Regions from separate parts of the Danio rerio genome. Here region 1 is linked to region 2. A link is a contact called in public HiChIP or PLAC-seq data. All regions are on one chromosome and are shown on one strand. The core of a region is the stretch at or near the end of the contact, and the rest is flanking DNA. Distances in the headings are between cores, read along the strand shown. Region 1 has its middle 8.7 kb from the start of si:dkey-85n7.8. Region 2 overlaps btbd7 (BTB (POZ) domain containing 7).

Region 1 (7,477 bases), core at 3,262-5,761, 68 kb before region 2:
ACTTGATACAGTACGCTATTTCTCTCTCCCACACAGAACTACTAAGCAAAGCTTAGTTATTATGGTTAGCTTGCATGCTAAACCAAAAGAAAACATTAACACCACGTAAGTTATGTAGTTAATTGAACAAACAGGTTGAAATAACCACATGTGCCTCATTTTGCTAACTTTTTTCACCCTAAAAAAGCTGTTAGGAGCCACCTGAATGCTAAATACACAAAGCTAGGCTAGCCGAGTATGCGTAGTTTGCAGTTATTACAGATGTAATGCCTTCATATATGCGGACACGTACTAAAGAGGGAGATGCATCCTAGGAAATCGCTTGTGGAGCTGTCAGAAGCCACCAGCATGTTGTATGCAGGTTTAAATATGTGACTTTGTAGATCTTGGAGATACTCATCCAGTTGCCCAACATAACATAAATACTATACATATACTAATGAGTTTAAAAGATATACTTTGCATGTTAAATTTGATTTTGCTTATAAAAAGGCGTGTTGAGTCACCAGTATAGAGCTGCTTTGCATCATCTAACAGGTCCTCCTTTACTGACCTGCCTTTATTTGTATTTAGAAAACAGGCTGTGCACGGTGCCTTATTTTGGACCTCTGTAATTAGACAGGGCATTGTTTAGGAAAATTAGTAGACGGGAGCATATTCCCCTGTCTTTGTCTTGACTGTTTATTTCCTCTGGAATTCTGGAAGTCATCAGGGCCTAATTAAAGGCAAGGTTTTAACTGATGACCAAATTGGTTTACATCAAGTCCCATCCTGTTTGGCCCCCATTGAGTTCATTCACCTCTACAGTACAGTACATCTCAGTTTCCCACACAGATTCCCATGTTCCCAGCAGCCTAAATGTCAGATATTGCTAATAAAGAACTGCTCTCTTGTTAGTAAGGGTTACACTGGGAATTCGTTTGTGTTGTCGGAAATATTCAGTTCAAGCATCTTGGTTATCAGATGTACCTGAACCAAGAGCAGAGACAGTGTGATTTACTGATAGCCCAGTGTCTGCCCATGAGAATCAAAGGTAAATGGTTTAATGAAACAAAACCAAAGCAGTAATGTGCTGCTTTATCTGCTTCTGCTGCTTTGTTGAGAGAATGTCATCCTTAATATATATCAATCAGCACCATTGTTGTTCATCAACCTGGGTAAATTAAGAAAGAATCAAGTGAGGGGAACATTTTGTGGTTTGGGCTACTGCAGTATGTTGTAGAGGTGTTGTGACTGTGGTTGATGTGTAGGGGTTTCCCCCCTCTTTTTTCATCTTCCTGTGATGTAGGCCACCCTTCCCCTACTGCCGTGCTGCAATATGTGCTAGTGCCAACAGTTAAGTCAGATTCGTGTGCGATGGTGCTGCAGCTCTGTGGTAGAGGGCTGTAGATGAACATGTGAGTTCTGTCATTATTTGCATACTCTCTCTCATCATGTGATTCTAAAATCAGTATGGATTTCTTCTGTATGAATGAAAAGCATTTTATCTGGAAAGGAAATATTCTGTAAAATATTCATGAAGATCAGTGACCACAGATAAAAAAAAAGTCACGTCTAAATTATATAGTCCATACGGCATTCTTAAGCCTGATCTGGTTTATAGGTTCTCTAGTTTCAGTGAGTAATGACTTGTTTTTGTCATACATTTTGATTTAGTCCCTGTAGCTTTTGCATGTGTGATGTGAATAGTCGGAGACGGCCAACTTTTCGTGCATTTAATATTTTGTGATTTTAATATTGTTTTGGTGCTTTTAAGTAGTGTATCAATAAGTAGTGATGCACAATATATCGGTTATGATGCATTGGTCAGAATTTCATTTTGGTGCATCCCTAGAGAAGATCTGAAAAGCAGGGCCCAAATTCGGTCCTGAAGGGCCGGTGTCCTGCATAGTTCAGCTCTAACTTCCTTCAGCATACCTGCCTGGAAGTTTTTGTATACCTAGAAAGAGCTTGATTAGCTGCTTCAGGTGTGTTTAATTGGGGTTGGAACTAAAATATGTAGGACACCGGTCCTCCAGGACCAAATTTATCCACACCCGGCTTCGAAAGGTTAATCATTTCGCTTTTCTATCCTGCTTTCTGTATTTTAATGCAATAAAACAATGTCAAGTGTAAGGAATTAGTGTATATATGTTAGTAGTGATAGCAGAAGTAGTAATAATAATAAAAATAAGTACATTAAAATCTTTATCACAGAAAAAAGAAACAATTGTTCCTTTTTGCGAATTGTTTTAATTATGGAATTTGAAGGTAAAATCTATATAATGGCCTGTATGCATTGAGTAGTACAGTACCATGGTTTCCGCTGAATTCATTCTTCCATGTTGGGGCGCCACACCTAAATTCATTTTGCCATGGCTACATTACAGCTTCTCATTCTAAACATTCGGTCGTTGTTTTTTTAATAGTGGGTTATAATCGCATCAAAACGTATTAAAAGGTAAGTGAACTATAACAGCACAAACTTTTCTGTAATAATAACAGTGCTGTGCGTTATTTGTTTAACCCTTAATGGTGAAATGCTGACGGACTGACTTAAAAAGTACCATTGTACCACTTTTTGGGTACCCTTTCCAAAGGGTACTTAGAACAATAAAAGGGTACCAAAAGGCGAAGCTAGATGTGCAGCTGAACGCTATTGGTTTACAGAGAAGCGTCACTAGCGTGTGTACAAGCCAGGACGATGAAAAAAAGGGAAGCTCCATTTTTAATACACAGCCAAGACATTACACCATAATAATATATACATATAATAACGAGCCATGGTCTATCGGAGCTTTAACAAACCTTATTGTTCTCTTGATGAACAGCCACAAAGCCAAGAAGATAAACCTGTTGTTGTTTACGAGGCCATCTAGCACGAGCGGTTCCACTTTCTTCAGAGAACTCGCAATCTGTTTCTGCACGTCTATATTTGAAATAACGAACTTCTTGAGCTGATCCTGACTACTATAAACTCGTAAGGACAGAATTACTTTTACATGTGTTAATGTTACATGTGCTGGTGAAGAATACAGATAAGAGGTTTGTACTGACTGTATAATGTCAGCTTTGACATTTCAGCAAACTTCACCGTCGGCTATTTTGCATTATTATTGATCTGCAGCTACAATCATATAATCAAATCGTGTTCATAGAAAGGTTTGTAATAAACATGTATTTATACATAAGCATTTAAGTTTTATATACTTATGTATAAGTATATGTTTAACTTATTTTGTAAGTTTTATCGTATATAAATCATGTGTTTATTGAGAAGTGCTTCTTATTCGATATGTAAACTTCAAGCGAGAATGACATCGACTGCAACTTTTTCGAACACCACGCCCACCAAAAGGGTATAATTGGTAGCCTTTGGCAGTGAAGACACAACCCTGAAAAAGGTGACCCGGACTGTACTGTACCACTCAGTGAAAATGGGCCATGATATGGTTTCAGCAGCCATTACTCTAGATCACAAGACATTACTTCAGTGTCAGGTGATCCTTCAGATATCAAATATTTATCATGATTAAAATATTTATCCGGATTATTTATGTTGAGGGCTCAAAGGAACAGCATGCATGGAAACATTTTGTTACAATATAAAAACTTTTCTGTCACTTTTAATCTTAACTAACTCATGACAAATGTTATTAAGTTTGCAAGACATGAAAACACATGTGCAGCAGCCACTGCAAGATGTAGTGACAACGCAGCACTGACCCAGCAGTACAAGTGACAGTTCTGCCAAGTGTCCTGAAACTCTCTCACACTCTGGACCATCAGGCCATCCTCATTGTTGAGTCCTGCCTGTGGGATAACTGCTTTCCAGCTGACAGTACATCTAGTCAGTCCGTCAAGAATGGTTATGAAATCTTTTGCTGTTATGAATTAGTTCACTGTCTCTCTGTGCCGGTTTGCCAGCGCTTTGCAGACTGACAGTGTGGTGCTTGTGTACAATGTAACATGAGTAGCTTGCCAATTGTATAACCTTGAAAAGCATCAGACAACTGCGTATCTGTTTGTATCGATTAACAACGTCCCAGGAATAATTCAAAAATAGGGTTTTATCTGGCTTTTGTTGACTCTGAGCTTGTAATCTTATCGCAACAAAAGTCTGATGATGTTATGAAGCCTTGCTCAAGTCCTCATGTTCAGCGCAATGATGTTTCAGCTCATTTGGCTTATGTGCTCCAGACAAACTAGGAAATTTGCTGGATTATAAGGATTTCATCCGTATGCATTTGAACTTTGCTGACATAATTGCTTTAATGGTTTCACATTTTTTGCAGCGTTAAGCCAAAAAAAAACGGTTGTTGGCTGATGCACATGAATGTAGAAATAGGCATAAAATGATTTAGTTTTTTTCAGTCTGCAGTCTTTGAAGGTCCCTCTAGTTCCACAAGCACACTGGCTTGACCTCTGGCTGCTGTCACTGGAGAGAGAAATTGGATGGGGAGAGGAAAGTGGGACATGTTTTCATTTTCCACTCCCCCTTGTTGTCCTTGGCAACCACTTTTTTTCCCCTTCTCTTAAAATGACAGGCTGACTCAGGTCCTAATTTTTCACCTTGTCCAATGGGATGTTTGAGCTCTCCTTTTCTCTCACACACACACACACACACACACACACACACACACACACACACACACACACACACACACACACACACACACACACACACACACACACACACAGGAATTAAGTGCTCACTTCCTTTGTCTAGCCCTCATCATCATGCACTAATGAAACCCAGTGCTGTTCAAGACCTAGACTGCAGTGTGGGCTTATTTCAAATGCTTGAATTAGGAATGCAACGATTATATATTTTGGTTGTATGATTATAGTATGAGGAAAAATAACGGTTTCACGATTCTCACTATTATTATGCACTTATTAATATCAAAACACTACTAGTTTAGAAAATCACATGAAAAATCCTTGCATTTAAAAGTGTTATTTATTGCTGCTCTGTAACCAAATAATACAGCACAAAATAATATTAAAACAAACAATAGTCCCTTCCTCTTTTGACATCTTTTGAAAAAGGGAAAAAAAAAGTTTTTGTCATTTAAACAATAGTAATGTTTTTACACTGTAATTTTTAAGGAAAAAAAATCAAGAAAGAACCAGCTGAAAAAACAGAAAATAGTTAATACGAAAAATTATCTTTGCTACTGTTGCTGATAATGCTATATAAAGACTTGTACAACATATCATGTTTATTTTCAATTAATGATTCAACAATTCACACATAACACTTCATGTTTCATTACAGGTGTTTCGTTTTTGAAAATCTATTCCGTGACATCATTTTGATGGTTGTTTGTCGCCACCCATTGGTTACACAATGTAATTGCTACAATATTTACTAGCGTCAAGTTCCATTAAAAGGTGATTTTAATCTTTACCATAAATTTCAGTGTTTTATATCTAAACTATCAACTGTTTTCCCAGCACTTCTGTGTTATTTAATTGTTCGAAAGACCAATAAACATATGCAAATCATTATCATTTATCATTCATGTTGCGTGGGTTTGAATTGAGATCTTTTAGTGTTTAATTGTGCAGCTTTACACAGAATTTATTAATGCAGGCTAAACAAACGGTACCAGAAAACACCTGTAATTAATAACCTTAGGTAGGTTCCACCACAACTTTTTCCATCATCATTATATTTTAAAGGGAAGCCAAAATGCTTTTATACATGTGATTGGAATGACACAGGTGGCAATCTCTCTGCAATTGTTATGAATGTTGGATTAACTTACAAGTTCATAAAAAGTTGTTAATCCGTGTGTCATGTGCATTCCGAACTGTGAGTTGTGATCCGTATGGATCACGGATCAACCGTTGTCCATTATACCCCTATTGGAAAAAGGGAACTTGCTCGCACAAAAGATATGTGAATGGCCCTTATATAATAGCCTTAGTCATAGTTAAAACCTGCCTTTAATCCAGTGTGTGTGCATATTAGCCTTGGTGTAGCTTGGAACTTTAAACTAGCGCACAGTTGGTATAACTTTTAGTTGAAGCAGTTTTGTTCCCTGCAGAAACACTGTGTTGAGAAGCCTTTGCGATTAATTAACCGTGATGAATTAAAGCGCGGTTAATAGTGAGATCAGTTAATCATTGCATCCCTTGCTAAAATTGAGCTTTAACACCATTTTTTCCCTCATTCTCATCAAAATGCCATTCTTTGAATCTGCCATATCGTATAATACAAAAGTCATATCATATAAAAGTAATGTTGCATCATAAAATGTGATGCTAAATTGCAGTGCAGAGGGGCTTTACTATACGAGTCGCTTCCTGCGCCTGTTAATTTGCAGGTTGAGATCACATCTAAGTATTATTCATATATTTCTGACAGTTCCACTCAAAGTTTAACTTCTGTGCTCTACTTTGAATCAAACACAGAACATTGCTGGACATTCTATGCTTTATTTTTTCCCTCTCCTAAATCTTTTTTTGTTTGACTATTTTGACCATCATCGCAAGCATGAGGGTTGTATCAATCATTCAGGTATATTGCTTTGCAATCTATAGTCTCTTGAAGTTTAACTAGTTCAGCATTACCTCTGTGGCTTGACATCACTCTTGAATGAGACCTCGGGTCTTGCAGGCTTTTATTCATTCATTTTAAAGGCATGAAATAGGCAAAAGTGGTTTGTTGGAGTGTGTGTTCAAAAACCACAACTCATTGCTGGAATGCCCTGCTTGGAGACTTGCGGTCAGGGTATTTAGTTTTTTTTTTCTCCCCTATTCTTTTGGCTCAGACAGATTCCCCAAGCTTAAAGAACACTTAATGATGCTGTATTGTACAATGAAGATGCTGTATTTATTCATAATTTTTGTTTTTCTTTTATATTTAGTTTGCATTTTGCAATTTCTTTATCATAATTAAGAACTGCACTTGATCTTGTTTACATAGGATCCAAGACACACCGTAAGGGTATGTAACAATAGACATTTACTAAATAGTGTAATGTATATTTTTTGTGCTAATTGAATATCACAGGCACATTATGGGGAGACCCAAGACTAATGCATTATTTCCAATGAGAGTGCAGTACAGTATGCTTTAGCATGTGTCAGGCTAATACGGATTGTGTTTCCACTGCCAAACTTGGTTGGCGTGGTGTCAGATGGCATTCTCACTTGAAGAAGGATGCCGTATGGGCCATTCACACATTAGGCCTTTTGCAAACTCAAGTTGATTAGTTCAAATGTAGATGCTCTACAAGTGTGCACAAATAGAGAGAGGAATACAACACAACGCAACATGTGAGTGGCCTAGTAAACAACAATGGAGGACATGCAGCAGGTTCTGTTATTGACATGTGGTTGTTATTACTAGAAGAGGGACAGCTTTATTTGAGCATGGTTCATTAATTATATTACTAGGGCTGGGTGCAAAAAATGATCACTATCATGTTTCATATCATTCAATGTAGATTGTTATTGAATTTTTTTAACAATACATTTAAGAATA
Region 2 (7,662 bases), core at 2,355-4,854:
AGATAAATTGTTCACCACAAAACTGGCAATGTAAGCTAACAAGATCATATGTAGTTTTGATTTACCGGGGACTTAAAAAATGTCTTATTTTGTGTTCAACAGAAAAAAATTAACTTAAACAGGTTTAAGACAAGTGAATAATAAGTAGATTATGACAGAATTTTCAGTTTTGGGTGAACTATCTATTTAGTTTGAGATACTATACAATAGAAATAATTCAATATGCAAATTCAGTAAATTCTGATAGATTTTGACTTTGTGTATGGAATAATCTTGATGGAATACTTGGATAATTTTTAATTACTGTTATCACTTGCATCAAGCCTTGCATACATGTGTTTCTCCAGGCGGTTCTGGAGGAGATGATGGTTGAGCAGACCGATCTGGTTCGGTTGCGCATGGTTCGTATGTCCAACGTGCCTGACACACTGTACATGGTGAACAATGCCGTCCCCCAGTGCTGTCACATGATCAACCACCAGCAAATGGCTGGCAGCCAATCAGCTCCGCCGTCTGTGGTTGCTAATGAGATACCAGGTGGGTTAAGCACTCATTCATGGCTCGTAACGATGTGTTATTTCAGCCAATCTTCAAGTCCAAAGCTAATCATGCTGGGCTCTGTATATCTGTGGACAGAACTCAGCTATGCTTGATGAAATGAGTCACACTCACAATCAAGTGATTTTAGAGAGATGCTTTGTGGAGGCCAAATAGATTATGTCCTAATCTAGATGTAGTTGTAAATCTGATAAATCAAACCATGGAACGTTATTTCCTCAAGGTAATTTTGTTATTCTTTTGCACAAACCAGTTCAGTGTGTGTTTTTATTATTTTTTTAGGTGTATTTAATGTGAGTGGGAACATTGGCCTTGTATTTGGCAAGCTTTGTGATTCAGTGTGTGTTATGTAAAACACAAATCTAATCCGATTTAATAATAGACATAGGTTTGTTTAAGACTGATATATATGCCCATCACGTATTAATATTGTTTGTTAACAAATATGTACTGTTATTAATTGATGCAGTTATTCATGGGTATTAATTGTAACTCGAGTCATCTGTTCTGCTCTTCTCCCCCATCTGTCCTTCAGTGCCCAGGTTGGCAGTAGTGAAGGAAATGATCCGTAGGCTGCAGGAGCTGCGTCACACAGATCAGGTGCAGCGAGCATTTGCTCTGAACTGTGGTGAAGGCGCTACAGTGAGCTATGAGCTGCAGATCCGTGTGCTCAGAGAGTTTGGCCTGCCAGACGGGGCTGCTGAACTCCTACAGGTAAACCAGCACATCCTGTTTGCGTGGAGACTGACAAGTGTTGCTATGGCTACCGTGACTCTCACTCTGACTTTCATGTTAGTTTTATGCCGGCCTTTGATGGATACGGTTTATTTTCCAGTCTAAAATTTTTCCCAAAAATGTGAAAATAAGAGAAAAATGTGTCGTTCAGATAGGATTGTATCTTCAATGCACTACAAAAATGTGACTTTTTCTAAAAATGGTGTCCTATGCTCATTAAGGCTGCATTTATTTAATGAAATATCATGTTAAAAACAGTAATGCTATAAAATAATACAAGCTAACAAACTGTTTGCTATTTTAATGTACCATATATTTAATCAGGGTGTCCACGGGGTATTAAAAGTTGATAAATCAATAATGAGAAGAAGGCCCTTAAAAGTTATTAAAAAATCTTAATCACATATTTACGAGCTCTTAAATTTTTTTCAAGCGTTGTCTAAAGTATTTAAAAAAAAAGCATGAATATATTTATTTTTCTCCTAATATTAACAACAGTGTGCTTGCTTCACTTGATTGGTTCGGGCCGGGGTGCATCTGGCAAAGCTCCTCTGTCTAGGTGGTGTCAGGTAATTTGTGACATGCGTGGTGATGGTCAAGGTGATGTGTCGCTCTTCACATTTAGTGAAACCAAAGTGAATCAAATGGCAAAATCAGAAATTGTAAGTTTGCGTACTGCTGGTTGGAGATGACGAGTTAAACAGTGGCTGAAGCCTGTCGCTGCAAACAACCACATAATTTATTCTTTCACGCTTTGAGTTCTGTTGCATGGTTGTGCTCCATTTATTTATTTTACTACAACTGTTTATTAATAACTGTTTATTACATTAAAGGTTTGATACTGATTAGAACTTAAAGTGGCGATGAGGCTTTAAAATATTCTGAGAAGGTTTTTTAAAAAGTCTTTAAAAGGTGTTGAAATTGCCTTTAGGATTCCTGCATATGTCCTTTTAATACTTCAGTCTTTGGTGTCACATGAACCATTAGGGCTGGGTAATTCATCACAAAGTAATTAAAATCGACATTCAGAACCTATAATCAATCTAATTTTTCTAGTTCAATTTTTTTCAATTCTTTTGCTTACGACGTGTGAAGTCTCGTGACCTCGCTCTGTTAAGGCTGATTTATACTTCTGCATTGAAAGCAAGGGTATGGTCTGGTGCAGCCTTCATGCGGTCACATACCTGTGCGCTGCTCAAAAAATGTAACTACACGTCGCAAGCTTGCACTACATTGACAATGATTGGTAGCAACATATTTTCCATTACAAAAAAATTATTATTTTCATTAAAATATTTGTAAATGCACTGTTATTATTATTTATAATGTTATTATAATATTATTAAAATATTATTTACAGGATATACAAGAGTTATTTTATTTAGGAGAGATACTGCTTCTTTTCTACTTTTAATATGAACAATTTATCGTTGAAAATACTTAATTTTGGTTCTAAATGTGCAGGCTATTTAAGAAATGACTAATGACTAGAAATTGGTTTTAGGCAACGTGTGTTTTAATTTCAGTTGTACAACGTTGACGTTCAATTGATAATCATAGATAGCAGTGCATGTTTCTTTCAATTATTTTCAAATAATATTTGAAAATAGCATATTTACTGTACAAAACTTAAATAAATCAAATAATTGTTCATTAATCGTAATTGAGTTAAACTGTTCAATTAATTGAGATTTTGCCCTATGAACCATACTTATTTAAAAGTAAAGAAATATTATTATTTCTAAATAACCTGACAACTTTTTGTTTGTTTGTTTGTTATCTTTATCTATCTTATTTATCTCTTACGCACACAATTATAATGAAAGTTCAATCCAGCTGCCACTAGGGGAGAATTCCAACAGTCATTTGTGAACATTTTGTGTAGCAAAAAGGCAGCTTATTGTGTTTTGCATCACTTAATCTTGCTTCAATCAGAATGTTTTCTCCAGGTACTGTTGTCTTGCTTTAGAAGTGCCCTGAGTTCTTAAATTGCTGTGATGTTGTTATTCTCACCATTAAATGATCAGAGAACCTATGCTGTAAAGCTTGGAAGGAGTCGAAGCTTCTTCAGCATACCAGACAGCCTATTAATTCTCATTTTTAAAGCACGTCTAGCACAAACATGCCCTCACGGTTACGTATTCTGTGTTTCAGAATCCGCACAAATTCTTTCCTGAGGAACGTTTTGGAGACGAGAGTCCCGTTTTGGCCCTGCGCCAGTCAGGTCGCTGCCGGGTCAATAGTACACCAGCTGTGGAGAGCATGTTCACAGACCTGGAGGCTCTGGTGGGCTTCCACCCCCCTCTGCCCCCACCTCCTCCCCCCTACCATCCCCCCACCACCCCGGGCCATGGCCAGCAGCAATTTAAAGCAGGCTGGAGACCTCGGGTCCCCAGCCAGCCTCCTTCCAGATCTTTCTCCTACCCCTGCAATCATGCACTCCTTCACAGGCAGGCCTCTTCCAAAATGGGCAGCCCAGTCTATCCTCCTGGAGCCAAGCCTCTGCCCCCAGACTGCACAAATGCACAGGGAGGGAGGAATCTTCATCCTGACAAGCAAATGGTGATTAATACCAATATTCTGTAGTTGATGTTATATAAACTGCACTGACAGGCTAATCTGTATTTTTTTCTTAAAATATATATTAAATATATATGTTTGGCTACTCTGTATTGTGTAATTTTAAAAAGTATTTTGGTTTAAAATATGAGTTTATAAATACAGTACATAAAAATTGTTTTTAAATTAGATTTTTGCTTAGGATTACATTCAACATTGTTAAATGTTAAATCGTTTGCTTATGCATCTTTTTGACTTTTTACAGTTTTTGAAGTATTATTTTGGCTTATTTTGAAATATCCCAATGTTTTGTTAAAGGGATGGTCCACTATGATATCATATATTTTAAACATCAGTTGTGAACATAAACAACATCTCTGAATGTAAAATGCTCAAAGTCCAATGCAGAGTGAGACATTGGCTTTTACGGAGTTAGCTTAGCAAAGCCTACAGTGAACGATGTTTGAGGACTGCAAAAAATATATAAAGGCTATTGAGATCACAAATGCTTAAGGTTACGCGCATTCACCACGCGCACACATCCTGCGCCGCAAAGGGGTGTGGCCAGAGACGCTGTAATGTTGTAGCAGAGAAAGCTAAAATGTCGTCCAAACGCTGCTTTTCCATAAAGCTTCTTCTGTTTCGGTATTTGGGCTTCCAAAGGACACGACACAGAGACTGAAGTGTTTACAATTTAATTTTAATTATGTTCCAGAGATTTATAAAAAAAAATATATATATATATATATATATATATATATATATATATATATATATATATATATATATATATATATATATATATATGTATATATATATATATATACATATATATATATATATATATATATATATATGTATATATATATATATATGTATATATATATATATATATATATATATATATATATATATATATATATATATATATATATATATATATATATATCATTTGACAAAGGAGAACTTCCAGAATCTCTCCCAGTTCAGTGTTGGATTCAGCTAAAAACTTACAAACAACCATAATAGACAAAGCCTATTGATAATAAACACTTTTTTTGGGCACTGCAGACCAATTAAATTAAAAATAACAAATTGTGTGGGCATGTTGGTATGGATATACTGAGAAACTTGCATGTATTTGTATGACTGTATGGATATTTTATATCCCTATCAGTATTGAACCTCAATAACATGTTTCTTTAGTGATAACAGTTGTTTTGTTTGACTTATTCTCGCAGAATATGGAGCCTGTTATCAACGAGTTCATGCCGGACATCGCCATGGGTGTTTCAGCAATGACCCTAAAGGAGCGGCGGCTTCCAGAGGTCTCTATGGAGGTGGAGAGTCATGAACCTTCTCACCCTCACCTTTCCACAGCTCCTCCAATGTCCCACAGCTACTCCAACCGTCACCCACACTCTTCCCGCAAGCGGCACGCAGCCGAACCCAAGCCAGAGGGTCCGCAGCCTGACTTCCCAGATCTCTACGAGTTCCCAGGGCGCCATGTGCCTCCATACAGTGGGCCAGATCTCTACATCCACGGGCGTCAGGCAGGCGGAGGAGCACCTCCTCCATCCTACTCTGAGGCTTCAGAATCGCTTCGCCTGGATGTGCTGGAACAGCCTCCACAAAGACTAGACTTGGCCATTGTCTCACAAGGCAGTGTTGTGCAAGCCATTCAGAGGCCACGGCCTATAAACGAGACTGACCTCACCTGTGGGCTCGGCCCTTCCACAGAACAGTATGAGGAATGGCCCACGGGTCGACGACCCCCTCCTGAGGGAATAGGGTTGGGTTTAGGGGCAAACGTAGGGACTGGGGATGAGGGAGGGTTGGGGGCGCGAGACCGCAGATCCCCCAATAAACCCGAATACCCCTACAGGAAGTCTGCTCTCTGACCCCTGATAAAAAGAGACTGAAGACTGATTCAAATACTAAGTGTAAGCTAACAGGTGAGGCACCAGCAGTCCTGCACTTTGTGTTCTTTCAAAGGCTGACAGTATCTTGAAGTGATGAACGCCCATAAGCTACTCGAGTGGCTGCTTTTCTGATGACTGAAGGGAGATGTCATGTGAAACTGCTCTAGATTGCTTTGAAACCTAGTCGAGAGTAAGGAGAGCTTGGTTTGGTTGTGCGCACACCATGAAAAGAGGTCAAAAATGCAAAATGTTTGAGTCTGAGGGATCTGAACAACCATGGAAGTCATTTTGGCAAACCTGCGCGTTCTGGTCCTTCATTTTTTTGTTTTGTTTTTTTCTTCCACATGCTGCAGATTAATGTACGGATGTTGCAGCATATTTCTTTTACTTCTACTTTCCTTGAATAGACTAGGGTGACTGGAGAGATATATATATTTACTTAGATGCACGGATTTTGTTCCTTAGGAGTAAATTGAAAAAATATGAAGGCAATAAGTTGCTAACTCATTACTTTGTCTAGTCCTTGACAAACGGCTCCTTCTTCTTCTGAGGGCAGAGTGGCAGTAATAGCTCGTGTAATCCGCCGCATTTGCCGGCTTTTACATTAGCCTGTGCAATTTAAAAGCCGAGATGGAACATAAAAGGGAAAACAAATGAAATCCCCTGTCTCCTGTGAGGCAACTTATCAGGCATAACAATGGCACAGATGCACCATTAAATGTGAATGGGGCTTTGTTTTACTGTTTCACAACCCAGATCTGCAGATTCATCCCAGTGTGTTTTACTTTTAAAAAAAACCCAAAAACAAACACTATCTGTAGTCTCAAACAAAAAAATGGCACCCTCTTTTGCATTCAGATTCTCTTTCCAAGGCTGCAGTTGATGCCATTCCTGAGAGACGGCAAATGTAGGTTGATCCTTATCAGCTTCGTTCTCTAGAATTGTTCAGGAATCTCAATCAAACCAACCTCACGCCACATCCTCAGTCCTCTGGTTCTGTGGGATGGCAGCAGTCCATGGGCACGAGTTCATTAGCTTTTCTATGCTAGATCTGTCAGTAGTAGACCGACAATTATGATGTCATGAACAGGCTTTGCAAAAAAAAAAAAAAAGAACAAAGATAGAGAAACTTTAGAGAGAAATATTTAGTTTTATTTGCCACACGGCACACTAAAGGGATAGTTCCCCTAAAAATGTGCATTTCACCACATGTACTTGTACACTGCGCAAAATGCTTTTCTTACTTATATTTTTTGTAATTTTTCTAGTCCAAATATCTAAAAATTCTTATATCAAGAAGTTTCTAGACAAGCAAATCACATTGTCTTGTTTTCATATATATGCCAATATTAAGTGATTTTTTTTCCCTAAAACAAGCAAATTAATCTGCCAACGGGGTAAGAAAAATAATCCTCTTTTTCCTTTTGATATAAGATTATTTTGCTTACCCCATTGGCTGATTATTGTGCTTGTTTTAAGGAAAAACTTGCTTAATTTTGTCATATTATTTCTTAAAACAAGACAATATGTTCTGCTTGTATAGAAGATTCTTCTTGACTTAACAATTTTTATATATTTGGACTACAAAAAGAAATCTAAGCAAGCAACTCATTTTTTTTTTTTTTTTTTTGCAGTGTATGAGTTTCTTTTGTTAAGTGCAAAAGAAGATATGTTGGAACCCAATTGTTGGTCATTTGCATCTGACTATCAGAGTATGAATACTATAAAATACTATGGAAATCAATAAGGATCATTGATTTGTCTGGTTACCAACAATATTCTTAAAAATATCTATTATGTTCAGCAAAAACTAATACATGTTTGGAACAGCTTGAAAGTGAGTAGAGTTCGTTCATAGGCTGAACTATCCCTTTAGGAAACCATATTT

Evidence for each region. HiChIP or PLAC-seq counts read pairs in DNA pulled down with a chosen protein or histone mark.
Region 1: an H3K4me3 HiChIP or PLAC-seq map of embryo shows a contact between it and region 2, with 11 times the contacts expected there. The contact joins two enhancer-like sites. A contact is called at or near these places in 10 of 18 Hi-C or Micro-C datasets (caudal fin, embryo, fibroblasts and 3 more) and 4 of 4 datasets of contacts at active chromatin or transcription factors (caudal fin, embryo, gastrula embryo and 1 more).

Annotation. Positions count from the first base shown.
Region 1 is chr20:29,902,440-29,909,916 of GRCz12tu, reverse strand. It overlaps a transcript of btbd7 not described here. Among named protein-coding and RNA genes, the nearest start is that of si:dkey-85n7.8, 8.7 kb to the left of the region's middle. Within about 2 kb of position 4,511, at least 11 of the 62 cell types and tissues checked have an H3K27ac peak or open chromatin away from gene starts, as enhancers often do.
Region 2 is chr20:29,833,028-29,840,689 of GRCz12tu, reverse strand. It overlaps btbd7 (BTB (POZ) domain containing 7), which reads left to right. Exons shown (of 10, transcript NM_001025551.1): 7 at 348-537; 8 at 1,094-1,272; 9 at 3,448-3,855; 10 at 5,094-5,945. The coding sequence ends at 5,753. Among named protein-coding and RNA genes, the nearest start is that of ubr7, 24 kb to the right of the region's middle. Within about 2 kb of position 3,604, at least 21 of the 62 cell types and tissues checked have an H3K27ac peak or open chromatin away from gene starts, as enhancers often do.